Linked DNA regions of Mus musculus: region 2 is linked to region 1. Evidence: chromatin contacts called from public promoter capture Hi-C data. All regions are on one chromosome and are shown on one strand. Each heading gives the region's core, a stretch centred on a gene start, on an enhancer-like site or on the middle of the called end of the contact. The rest is flanking DNA. Distances are from core to core; before and after follow the strand shown.

Region 1 (6,754 bases), core at 1,682-4,181:
CTCCGTGCATCCCTCACGTCTTAGCTGAATCCCCGCCCACTCCAAGGAGGCTTCCTCAGACATAGGCTCCCCCACCCCAACAGGCGCTTAGAAAGTATATGCCATCAAATTCATGAGCCGGCTACACTGTAATGTTCTCTTGCATTATTTGTCATTTTGTGGATGCTGAATATATTTGGCAGTTGCTTGTCAGTTATTTGTTTCGGGGGCTGGGAGATGGCTCCGTGGGTAAAGGCGCTTGCTGCCAAGGTTGACAGCCTGGGTTCAAGCCCTGGAATCCAGGTGGTGGAAGGAAGGAACCAATCCCTGCAAATTGTCATTTACCCAGGCACCTCGGGCGGGACAGATGTACAGATGCACACAACAGACAGCAAAGGAACAAACAAGTGAATGTAAAAAACTTGAAAATCTGTTACGTAAATAGCTGAGTGTGGTCATATACATAGAACCGGACTGTCAGAATTTGTGAGGAAGATATGGCACACTTTTCCTGGGGAGGCAACTTACACACATACACACACACACTTATGCAGGCACACATATCTATTAGGTCAGAAAGGGAGCCAAGAACAAACCCAAGTAACAACTGCACCAACGGCTTACCTGGTAACCTGATGTAACTTTGTTGGGATTACTAACAGTAATGGGTGAGGGCTCACATATGAGGGATGGAGATGACTCAAAAGCAACTGCATCACCGCAAAGCCCACTGCAACACAGATGATATAACGCACAAAACCTGCGCCCCTGCCGCTCCGTATGCGCTGGCAGGGAGCTGGACTGGCTGTGACTCCCTGAGTTGTTTTTTTTGTTGTTTTTTTTTTTTTAAGATTTATTTATTACATGTAAGTACACTGTAGCTGTCTTCAGACACTCCAGAAGAGGGAGTCAGATCTCGTTGCAGATGGTTGTGAGCCACCATGTGGTTGCTGGGATTTGAACTCTGGACCTTTGGAAGAGCAGTCGGGTGCTCTTACCCACTGAGCCATCTCACCAGCCCTTCCCTGAGTTGTTAATGACTCTGTTTTAAGTTGCTGGGGTCAGGCTCTCAAAAATCACGTGTTTCTGTCCTCCAGATATGTGAGACATGAGCCTCTCTCTCCCTCCTGTGTGGGATATTTCAATCCAGAGAAAATTGGCAAATGACAGTATAGCTAATGATTGTCAGCCATTGCTACTCTGTTTTCTAAAGGTCCTCATTTTGGTTAATTTCTGTGGGTCCTTGCCCTCTGAGCCCTGTCCACCCTCAGCAATGGCTGGCTATGAGATGTTTTTTCTGTCATTTGACATCTTTCCTCCAACTCTAAACTAGACTCCGGAGTCCACGCTAAACTTGTAGAGGAAGCACAGGGCTGTTCACTCTGCTTTGTGCCTGTTCTGCTCATTTGTTTTTCCCAGTTTCCATTTTGGAGTTTGAGTTAAGAGGGTTGAATTATCCATGCTTCATAGTTTATACGCTGATAGCGTAAGTGTCTATAGTCCTTTCCTTTTTACTTATACATATTTATACATATTTATTTATGCCCTATTTCCACCTTTTCTGTGTTGCCATCTTTCTGATATATTTAATGTCTCTGCTTTTTGTTTATTTGTTTGTTTGGTTTGGTTTTTCGAGACAGGGTTTCTCTGTGTAGCCTTGGCTGTCCTAGAACTCACTCTGTAGACCAGGCTGGCCTTGAACTCAGAAATCCGCCTGCCTCTGCCTCCCAAGTGCTGGGACAAAAAGCATGGACCACCACTGCCGAGCTTTGGTTTTCTTGTTTTGACTATGTAGCCCTGGCTGGCCTCTAACTCAAAGAGATCTTCTGGCTTCTGCCTCCCAAGGCAGGGATTAAAGGCGAGTGCCACTACACTTAGCTCTTTCATAATTTTAAAATATTTTCTTATTATTGTGTATGGAAGCCAGAGGACAACCTTGCAGACTCTGTCTTCTCACCTTTCACTTTTTATACAGGTCCCAGGGATTGAACCTGAGCCTTAGGCTTATTCCGCTAGAGCTTTTATTGACTGAACCATTTCTCTAGCACATCTTTTGTAATTTAAAAAAAAAAAAAAGAAGAAGAAGCAAAAAACGGCCGGGCAGTGGTGGCGCACGCCTTTAGTCCCACCACTTGGGAGGCAGAGGCAAGCGGATTTCTGAGAACGAGGCCGGCCTGATCTACAGAGTGAGTTCCAGGATAGCCAGGGCTACACAGAGATACCCTGTCTTGAAAAAACCAAAAAAAAAAAAAAAAAAAAGCGCAAAACAACCTTCCAACCCAAACTACATATATATATTGCGTATTAACGGAGGCAGGAAAGATTGCTCCGTGGTTAAGAGTATTGGCTGCTTTTCAAGAGACTTGAGTTTGATTCCTAGCCCCTATATAGCGGTTCACAATCGTCTATCTCTAGTTCCAGGAAATCGGTTGCTCTATTTTGGCTTCTTTGGTGCTGCACACACATGGTACACATACTTGCCGGCAAAACACCTATTTACATAAAAGAAAGTAGATATATAATTATATAATAATATAGATACTATATATAATATCATGGGGCTTGTGTACTTGAGTGGATCAGCCCCAGAGGCAAAAAGTCATCCTATTTTTACAGGCATTTGTGAGCCTCCGTAAGTATGCACAAATTTATCACTTATGTTTTCTGAGACATGGGCTCATGAAACTTGAGCTGATCTCGAACTCGAAGCCCTCTTGCCTCTGCCTGCCAAGTGCAGAGATTTCCCGGCGTAGTATACCACGCCTGGCTTCTTTGTAATTTTTAATTCCTCCTTCAGGATTCCACACGTAAGAGCACGTCACTGACTTCCAGCCAATCCCAAGGCCGGGGTTGGGTAGGAGAATGAACGCGCACGCCTCTCTGCGCAACGCTGGCCAGGCCGGAAGTGACGTACGTATCTTATAAAACTCGCCAGCCGCCGGTGGGCGGGTTCAGAAGGCTGGCGAGCAGCTAGCATGGCAGATGAGGAGGAAGACCCCACCGTGAGTGAGCGCCTGTCTCAGCCTGGTTCCTCACTCCTTTCGGATCACTAGCGGAGGCAGAGTCTGACCCGCTTGTGCCTTAGGGATTCCCGCCGAGAGTCCGGGGGCTCCGCGGTGTTTTCCTTTTTTGGTTTACCTTAGTCAGTGCGTGGGACAAGACGGGAAGGAAGAGTAGAAAGGGTCTCTCTTTGACCTGGATCTTCCCGACACTAAGACATCTAGAGGGTCATAGGAGATCAAAGCTGATTAAAGCGGAACCAGCAGCCCAGATGCTGACAAAACTAGTGAAGATAGCGGAGAAACGATGAACTAAAGACAGGAAGCTTGGGATCCAAATTCTCCTTTGGCATCGGTTTTCTTGTGAGGTAGAGTCCAGCCCAGTTAAGGAAAGTTCTTAGCCCTTTATCAGTTGCTTCCGATGACAGCAGAGAGTAGATTTTAAACTACCAGGTTTTTACAGTAGTCTTGCTTAGCAGTGTGACAACTAAATTGGCTAAAACCAAACCCAGAACCTGAGGTCGTTAGAACTTTACACACGCACGGTTGTAAGGTTGTTAGCAGCCGTAATAAAAGCCTTCTTGCACGACTTGAGAATTGGACTAGGGCTTATGAGCCCTTTGGTGCTAAATTTTCGTGGTTTTGTGCAGTTTGCTTTAGCTTCTCACTTTCGAAAATGAAAAAGGGTCACTGGGCGTGGTGGCGCACACCTTTAATCCCAGCACTCAGGAGCAGAGGCAAGCGGATCTCCGTGAGTTCAGGCAGACACGGGCACATAGTGAGACCACTTTGTCTCAAAAAAAAAAAAAAAAAAAGTGTAGAGAGATAGCTTTAGTGCTTAGGAGCATTTGCTGTCACATCTGGCAACCTACAGCGATTAGACCTAGTTTGGCCTCTATGGGCAACAGCAGGCACATTTATGTAGGCACACAATACACATAAATAATAAATGCCTTTAAAAAAAAAGATGAAAAGAGTGCAGGAGGTGTAGCTCAGTGGTCAAGCATCTGTTTAGCATCGTGAGCTCGTGGGTTCAATTCACAGCACTCCACAAAGAGGGCGAGCAGGAGGAGACTCGAGGGAATATCACGTGCACTGCAATCATTTGCCATGTCCGTGTTTTAAAATTTCTAGTTTGAGGAGGAGAATGAAGAAATTGGAGGAGGAGCGGAAGGTGGCCAGGGGAAGAGAAAGAGACTTTTCTCGAAAGAATGTAAGTTGTACTTTCTAGTGTTTTTATTACAGGTGGTGAAAGCTTTTGAACATGTCTTTTCAGAGTATATTGTTCTGCATATGTTTGTTTATAGGGACAGTGTTCTCAGAGTTGCCTATAAGGTTGCCTGTTTTTATTCTTGGTGTTTGTTTGTTTGTTTGTTTGTTTTAAAGATAGGCTCTGTATAGCCAAGGCTATACTGGTGCTTACTGTTTAGCCCATGCTAGCCTTGGTTTGGTGGTAGTCCTGCTTTAGCCTCTCAAGTCCTGGGATTGCAGGTGTGCATCCCATGGTCAGTATAAGTCTCTCTCATGTCTACTAATTCTCTCTGTGTGACATAAAATAATGAATGTGATCACCTCTGCCCTCCTCCTTGAGGCAGGGTTTTTTTGTTTTGTTTGTTTTTGTTTTTCTTTTCCTTTTTTGAGGCTTGGTTTTTCTGTGTAGCCCTGGCTGTCCTAGAACTCTTTCTGGAGTTTAGAATAGATCAAGATCTGCTAGTCTTGAACTCACAGAGATGTGCCTGCCTGCCTCTGCCTCCTGGGTGCTGGGATTAAAGCTGTGAACCACCACCACCCAGCTGAGGCAGGGTTTTTAGATCCCAGCATGATTTCAAACTTGGTATGCATATGCGTATAACCTTGAACTTGCAAGAACCTTGCAAGAACCTTGAACTTCTGCTCTCCTATCTGTTTCCCTGGCTCTAGATGTACAGGCATATGCCATGGCTCCCAGTTGACATTTTGAACGTTGTATCCCTCTTGTGTCCACCTTTCAAATGATGTAAGTTGAGGCTTTGGACTAAGGCATAGCTCAGGGCAAGAAGGTGGTGAAGTGTGCTGTGGAGATGACAGTGCACTAGCCTTCCATGGTGCTCCTTAAACAGACAGGTAGCCCTTGGGGCAGCGCAGGGTGAGCGGTGTCCACTTGTTGTGCCCATACTAATTCCTGAAAGGCCCATGAGACTGCACTCTCCATCCCTTCTCCCAGGCTCCTTGGCTGAGCCTTGGGAAGTACAGCGGCAGAGATTTATAAATGCCTGAGTACAGTAGGATTGAAAAATTCTAGAAACTGCAAGATCAGCCTTTAACTCTCTAAATCTTTTTTGATCCCAGCTCTTGGGAGAGATAGGGATGGGAGAATTTGAGTTCAGGGTCTTCCTCATTGAGTTTGAAGGCAACTTCGGCTGTATCTTACAACCATAACAGAAATCCTCACTAGTACCTTCCAGTTTCGTTCAAGTCTGACCACTTCCCATTCTGTCTCACTGATGCTAGTTACGTGATTTGTGTGTGGTTTTACTCCTTATGTGGACATATGAAAACGACCCTTACACTAAAGTGCTCTAGGAATGGTATTCACCCTGCTGCTTGTCCAAACCTTTAGTTCAGTTTCAACTGCTCTACTTTTGTGATGACAAAAATTTGGAATCTTCGCAGGCTTCTCCCACTGACTTAATAGAATCTTCATGTCTCTTCTATTTTTGCTGGGGTTTTTTTTGTTTGTTTGTTTTGTTTTTGTTTTTTGTTTTGGACAGGGTCTTGCTGTGTGGTCCAGGTTGACCTTAAACTATTGTTTCTCTTGACTCCATGATTCCCTCCTTCTACCATGTGATGGTACTCAGAAGGTACCAGATATGGAACTCAGGTCTTCAGGCTTGGCAGCAGGTGACCTTATGTGCTGAGCTATCTCCCTGGGCTACATTATTATTATTATTATTATTATTATTATTATTATTATTATTACATCATTTTCCCCCCTTCCCTTTCATCCCTCCAAACCCTCCCATATACTCCTCCTTGCTTTTTCAAATTCATAGGCTCTTTATTAATTGTTGTTGTATATATACACATATGTACATACATTCTCTCTCTCTCTCTTTCTCTCTCTCTCTCTCTCTCTCTCTCTCTCTCTCTCCAAGTATGTCAGGACAACTTGCTCTGTCTGTTTTCAAGGGCTTACCACTGGTTTGGACAGCCAGTTGGTGTGCTTAAGGCTGGGAAGACTGCTCCACCCTTTCCCAGAATTCCTTAGTTGCCTGCAGTTCTTCTAGGAGAGTTGAAGCCTCCTGGGCTTCCCCCTCTCCACATTAGCGTGTCTGTTTTTGTTGCCCTGGGCAGCTTGTTTGATTTTGAGACAGGGTTTCCTATAGCCTAGGCTGCTTTGTCACTGAACTTGAACTTCTGATCCTCCTGCCTTTACTTCCCAAGTGCTGAGATTATAGGGGTGTGCCACCATAACCAGTTTTATTCACTTCTGGGAATCTAACCCAGGGCTCTACGAATGCTAAATAGGACCTTCCTGACTGAGCCGCATGCCCAGCCCTACAGATTTCTTTTTCTTATTGTAACATGGAGTTTCAAAGGATCTCCTGTCATTTGTCTATGCTTTACTAACCCTTTGGCCAAATATGTGCATCTTATATAACAAATTTTCTACTCCCAATGAGATAGGTGAATTATGCCCATCAAAATGTTAATGATGGGTATCTTCCTCAAATATTTAAGGAAAAAACAGCTCATAGTGGGAAATGATAACATATATCACTTTAGCTAATGATCAG
Region 2 (6,754 bases), core at 1,341-3,840, 200 kb after region 1:
AGACCTGTCTCTGCAAGGTGGAAAGTGGGTGGGTTGGGACACTTGCACCTTGTCTTCAGACCTCGACACATGCACTGTGGCATGTGACACACACACACACACACACACACACACACACACGCCTGTAAATGCTAGGGATACAGACCTCTGCAGCCATGCCGTGCATTTGGTAGGAGTTTGTTTGGGGACTCGAACTCAGACCCTCATGCTTGTACAAGAAGTATTCTTACCATCCGAGCCATCTCCCCAGCCCGGGAAAGACTGTTGCTCACCATGGATAGCAGTGCAAGTGAGATCAAGTCTTCAGTGTGAGCAGAAATACCCACGATGGGCAATGTTCAACTGAAGAGCATGTTGCAGGTGCTGAGGGGTACGCCTCCTTAGGGCAATGCTCATCAGAATCACCTGGGACACTTTAAAGCATGGCTCCTACCGAACTAGCCCCTCCTAGCAACTCTGGCATGGTAGGCGGGGTGAGTCGTGTTCGTTATTTTCAAAACTGCAAGGATGTTGATGCTCTCTGCAGTAAAGAACCAGCAATGGCAGATTTTCATGGTGAGGGAGCCCAGTCCCTTGATGCAGGCCTCAGTAGCTAACCAATGGCTTGGCATAGCTAGCATCCACTCTCACTGGAATTATGAACCCACCACGGCCTCCTACCCATCCTCAAGAAGCCCCACCCACCAAGGAGTGGGCATCAGGAAGCACAGTGGGGATGGTATGCCACCATCTTTGTAAAGGCCTGCTTTCCTCCGGCACTGTTAAGATTCTCCTGGGCCACAAAGCACACACAGCTCAGGATGAGGTCAGACCTGGATGACCTGGCCACATCAGGACCAGAGACAACTGCCAGGCAGCTCTTCCAGACAGGAAGCAGAGCCCACACTGAGCTCACTTTCCAAGTCCTCCACCCTTCACCCCAGGATGAACAGATTTGGGGTGTTGTAGGGATTTTCTTTTGTTGCAAGGATCAAACAAATCCATGCTATGCAAGGGTTCTGCCACAGAGCTATAGCCCTACCCCAGAAGGAGGCCGGTCAGCCTTCCAGTTCATCAGGGAACCCTGTCTCAAGGCAATAAGGTAAACAGCAGTCGCCTCTGTCGGTCAGTGTGTGCATTGACATACTCCTTCATCACACACACACACACACACACACACACACACACACACACACACACACACACAGAGTCTTTCCTACTGGGTCTCATCGAAAGCAAGCTCCATTCCTCTTCTCTAGACAGATCTTTGAATTCATAAGGAAAAAATCAAAAATCCTCTGGCATTAACAAGCTGTAAGCTATAAAACCCTAAAGAGAAGTCAGTACCGCTTTGAAACACCCCTTGAAACAACAGCTGGCTTCCGAGGTGGTTGCGGGACATTTGTTTGTAGCTCCTATCAGTTAGGAGAGGCACCACTTCCTAGTGCTTTACCTCAGCTGCTTTACCTGGAAAGGTCAAGAGTCAGGGAGGGAGGAACTGTTTGCAACCACTGTTTAAGTACATCCTCTGATAGGAGTAGATGGTGAGGTCTGGAGGACTGTAGCTTCCTGTTAAGAGAGCCAGCCTCCGTGGGAGTGACCTGTCCCATGGGAGTGACCTGTCATGAGTGCTTTATTAAGTTTCTGTCCCTAGAGAAAGAGAGAGCGTGGGGTTGGGCTCCAAAGCCCTATGAATTGCCTGGCATGGACTAGCGAGAGCTTCCAGCCTTTGGTCCCACTGCAGCTCTGATCGATCCCTTAAACACAGGGTACCACTGAGTTTACTCACCTGGGCAGCCCAGGCTTGGGATTGTTTTTTTTTTTTTTTTTTTTTTTTTTTTTTTTTTTTAGTGGATTGAATTAACTAGCAATCCAGATTTGAGAATCTTTAAAAAAAGATTTTTATTAGGCCTAATGAAATATTTTGACATTTATAAAAGACTTTGATTGCTGGGCGTGGTGACACACCTTTAATCCTAGGAGAGGCAGGGAGATCTCTATGAGTTAGAGGCCAGCTTGGTCTACATAGTTCCAGGATGAGACTCTGACTCAAAAATTAAAAAAAAAAATTGATTAAGTGTAAAATATCAATTGTTTCTTTTCCAAATTCCTAGTTTAAGTCCAAAAACAAAAATATATCAGCCTCTGCTGGGGCTAGTGTTCCAGAGTGAGTGTTTAAAAGGGGGGCAGGGGAGGGGGGAGGGAGGAAAGTAAAATCACACCCGAGACTTCGTGACTTCGCTGTGGGAAGTTACTGGGTACAATATGACTTGGGAACTGGAATCATAACCTCCGTAATAGTCCCGAGGCATTATTCGCTGTGCAGTCTTCATCTAAGTCCCCATTTACTGTCGTCAGCAGGTTGTAGTCTTTATGATGTGCCTTGCCTAAATGCAAACACTCTGATGGGATATATCAATGCACATCCCGAGCTCTGTCTCTGATGCAGGCCTTGGGATTGGAGAGTAAACGTTACCGGTTTTGTCTCCCTGGAAAATGGCCGCCTCCTGTAGAATTGCTCTTGGCTCTTCTGTTTGGCCAGATCTGAGTGAGGAGAGAAGTCTAAGAGTGGCAGAGAAATGTAATCGATGCGTTGGCCTGAACTCACTTGAACCATATCCAAGCTTTCCACTCAGAGAGCAGATGTTCACAGGCCTCGGAGGCAGAGGGTGGAGACAGAATGAGGTGTGAGGAAATATATGACTCAGGAGGAGGACATGTTTTTCCAAGAGTAGGGAAGGGCTGGAAAGGGCTGGAAAGAGCCTGGCTTCCAACCCCAAATGGGGTCCTCTCTCCATGACCATCAGTCTCAGGCACAGCTGGAGGGAGGGAAATATGTTTGCTCAGCAATGCTGCCAAGTTCTTCAACCAGCCATGGGCAAACCTGTCCCATCTGTCTCAGGATGTCCTAGACTCCATGCCTTTCACACAAGAACATGCACTCTCCTCCAGGGACTGTTAGTGTATCCCGGGGCTGAGCAAGAGAGTTGTTAAGAGCTGTAATTAATTAAAATTCTTTTGGAGGAGTTAGAATCTGTGCGGAGGCTGAAACTACACAGGCCAGAGAAGTCTCCTGATAGTAGTTGTGTCTTTCTGATGCCCCCTGGTGGCTATATGCTATTAAGTGAACTCCAGGCTCCCAGCCACAAAATCCACTTTGCTGGACTCTGTTTAGCATGTACTTAGAGCGATGTGTACCAGTGCTAATGTATAGTGTGCCTTCTTCCCTAAACAAGAATTGTTCTGAGATGGCTTGACCTGAAGTCCCAGTACCGAAGGTTGGAGGCAGGAGAATTGCTGTTACAGACCAGCTTGGATTAGTGTGAGATCTTGCCTGAAAATAATAAAAGCAACCAACCAACCAAAAATCCACAACACACACACACACACACACACACACACACACACACACAAAATTGTGATATGGTATTATGAAGAAAAAAAGAATTTGTAGTACAGAATTATAACAATTATAATTATAATTCTTGTTATTTTTGTGTGTGTGTGCATGTACCAAGCCCTATATGTGGAGGGTAGAGGTCAACTTGTAGATGTCAGTTGTCTACCTACATGATGTAGGCTCTGAGGATCAAACCTAAGCCATCAGGCTTGGTGGCAAGCAACCTTATCCACTGAACTACCTCACCAGCCTGGAGAATACCAGGGAAATTTAAGTCTTCATTTTTCCCACACTAGTGCTAAATTTTTGAGACATTATTTTTTTTCTTTTTTAAGGAAACAGAAAATGGAGAAAAGGGGCCACAGAAGAACTAACTGTGGGAAGTTTTCCAGTAGCATCCATGAAAAAACACTGCCCCAAGACTCGGCTCTCGGTAAGTTGGAGGGGTTGGGTGTACATAGTTGTTAGTGATCCCTCACTGTGAGTCCCGGCTTGCCATCTGCCATTGCGATAGCATGACATTTGACTAGGATGATGTTTGTTTCCCTTTCTCAAAACATGAAGAACTAGTAATGGGTTGTTTAAGGAGTGGTTAAGCAGAGTAAAGTACCAGTACATGCTTCTAGTTATGCCCGGCAACTTGCGCTCTGAGCCGGACTCATAACTGCACCGGGTAAGTTACCAGGCTTGTGGAAGGCGCAGCTGACTCATCCCCATGCATCGCACAGAGGCAGAGGGAGCTGTGGGTGGGAGCAGGCAAAGAGGGCGTGAGTACGTGAGACTCATGAGAACCTCTCTCTGTAGACAGTTTAAAGCTGAGGAGCGTACCCTGGCCAAACCGCTGCGGGTGATAGAGAGGTGACCCAGAGGCCTGCCTGCTTAGGCAGCTCCTGCACTTGCCAGCATCGGTTCCTCATAGCTGAGCTGGAGGTGCAAGCCAGAGATGACACAGCATGCTTATGCGCATGCTCCCTGTGTCCAGAGCCTTGCGGGCACTCAGCATCTTGTTAGATCCCACTTGGTTCTGAATTGACCTCTCTGGGGATGGTATACTTTCAAATAAGAGCTTTGGAGGACTGGAAAGATGTCTCAGCAGTGAGGAATGCTTATTGGCCTTGCAGAGGACCAGGGTTCAGTTCCCAGAACTCAAGTTTGGGAGGCTCAACCGAAATCGAAAGCCCTGTTCTGGCCCTCCATGAACACCTGAGTGTATACTTGTGTGTGTGTGTGTGTGTGTATGTGTGTGTGTGTGTGATAGTTACCAAAGCATAAAATAACGACACTTCTCATTAGCTTTGGGTTTCATTTTTGGAACTTTTTTTTCTGAAAATATAAGACTGTGTTAAGATGAACTCATTACTTATATTTCTTTTTCAAAGGGGATGTCTTGCCATGTTACCTATGCTGTAGGCAGTTAGGATGACAGGCAGGTGGCACTGTCCACTTCTTGCTGCTGTCACTGATGGTGCAGAGGTTTGACTTCGGGGCTTCACACATGCTAAGTGGGTGCTCCGCTACTGACCCACATCCCCAGCCCTTGTTATTTTTAAATGAAACAATAAAGTATTTGTAATGTCTCAATTTAAACTTTAAAAATCCTCAGAACTGATCATTTAGCCTGAGGAAGATCTGGATCCTGATCTGTTTTACACGTTACATACTAAGATACCTTTCCGAGTCTGTCTATCTGTAGCTGGGACTAAATATTCTATGGTGATTTCATACTGGGGAAGGCTTCTTTTTTTTTTTTTTTTTTTTTTTTTTTTTAATTTTGAGACAAGGCCTCATGTGGCCCAGGCTGGCCTCAAACTTTCTGTGCAGATGAGGTCAGCCTTGGACTCCTGAGCCTCCTGCCTTTGCCTCCCAAGTGGTATTATTATGGGCTTTAGCAGCCATGTGTGCCTCTGGGAGAATTTTTTTTATGGTACATAAAATGACTTATGTTCTTATATATAGTAGATAAAAACCATATAAAAAGATAAAAAACACATTTTTTAAAAAGATGTATTTATTTGAGCTGGTCTACATAGCTCTGACTATCCTGGAATTCACTATGTAGACCAGGTTGGCCTCTAACTCACAGAGATCTGTCTACCTCTGCCTCCCAAGTGCTGAGAATAAAAGCATGCACCAGCATGCCTGACTTACTAGTTTTTAAGTGTATGTTTGACTGTGTGTATATGCACAGCACATGCATATCTCACAGTAGTGGAAGCCAGGAGAGGGCATCGGATCCCCTGGAACTGGAGTAACAGACTGTGTTGAGCGCCCATTTGGATCTGGGAACCAACGCCCTTCCGTGAGAACAACGAATGCTCTTAACTTCTGAATTAGCTCTCCATCCCCTAGAGCCCTCAATGTTAAGGCAAGGAGCATCGACATAGTATCTTTTCATTATTACAATACCTTTGTAAGATGGGAATTATATTTATTTTACGGGTAAGGAAATACAACTCAGAGAAATTAACTGGTTCAAAGACCTGGTGTCCCCTCCCACTTGATAACAATGTACCCCAGAACCTAATGACTCAAAATAGTAACCAGCATTACCTGGCAATTTCTGTGGCTCTGGTATTTGGGAACAAGTGAAGGGTTCAGGTGCAGAGTTCCCTAGAAGGATATCTGTCAGGGCTGAGATTGCCTGAAGGTTTCACTAGAGACCAGAGGATCTGGCTCACATGGTCTTTGATAGGGAGACTCAATGGAGCCTCTAACAGGCCATTCTGCTTGTCACTGATATCTGACAGACAGCTTCCTCACAAGCAAGGATGAGGGAGGGGGAAGGGTATTAGACTATCATTGTGGCTTCATTTTGTTAGACACAAACCCATACTCGAGGGTTCAGACCAACACCTTCCTTTCCCCTGTAGTGGTGAGATGGAACCCAGGGCATTATGTATGCCAGGCAAATGTTCTACTGTCAAACCCTAGCCTAGGTGCCATCTTTCAAAGAGAGTACTGGCTGGGTGTGGTGGTGCACACGTTTAATCCCAGCACTCAGAAGACAAAGGGATCTATGTGAGTTTGAGGCTAGCCTGGTCTACAGAGTGAGTTTTGGGGCATCCAGAGCTATGTAGGGAGAGCCTGCTTCGATAAATAAATAGAAGATAGGTAGATAGGTAGGTAGGTAGATAGATAGATAGATAGGTAGATAAGATAGTTAAAAGATATGAAAGAATCAACACAGCTAATAAGTGGCAGAGGCAGGTTTCAACCCCAGGTCTTACACTCACCCCATCTGTGACTCATGCTTACACGCTCCCCTGCCTGGGCCTGCCCTTCTGAATACCCTGGTCTTCCTTGGCGTGGTCAAAGCCACAGTATGCCCAGCACATCGGCGCTCTGCTCTCCATACTTTGCATGACTGTGCTTAAC

Evidence for each region. Promoter capture Hi-C pulls out the DNA fragments that hold promoters and counts their contacts.
Region 2: a promoter capture Hi-C map of liver shows a contact between it and region 1, with 2.2 times the contacts expected there. The contact joins the enhancer-like site here to the promoter of Taf13 in region 1. A contact is called at or near these places in 4 of 39 promoter capture datasets (3T3-L1-derived adipocytes, cranial neural crest, hippocampal neurons and 1 more), 4 of 484 Hi-C or Micro-C datasets (bone marrow-derived macrophages, epidermal suprabasal cells and uterus), 3 of 115 datasets of contacts at active chromatin or transcription factors (acute myeloid leukemia, intestinal villus epithelium and pancreatic cancer cells) and 1 of 9 other capture datasets (liver).

What each region holds. Positions count from the first base shown.
Region 1 is chr3:108,568,768-108,575,521 of GRCm38.p6, forward strand. Taf13 (TATA-box binding protein associated factor 13) reads left to right here and starts at 2,932. Exons shown (of 4, transcript NM_025444.2): 1 at 2,932-2,981; 2 at 4,113-4,191. The coding sequence starts at 2,955.
Region 2 is chr3:108,768,196-108,774,949 of GRCm38.p6, forward strand. It overlaps Aknad1 (AKNA domain containing 1), which reads left to right. Exons shown (of 12, transcript NM_177859.3): 7 at 3,715-3,812. Among named protein-coding and RNA genes, the nearest start is that of Aknad1, 32 kb to the left of the region's middle. Within about 2 kb of position 2,591, at least 116 of the 459 cell types and tissues checked have an H3K27ac peak or open chromatin away from gene starts, as enhancers often do. A contact at or near this core is called in 3T3-L1-derived adipocytes, epidermal suprabasal cells, intestinal villus epithelium and 3 more, where this site is marked.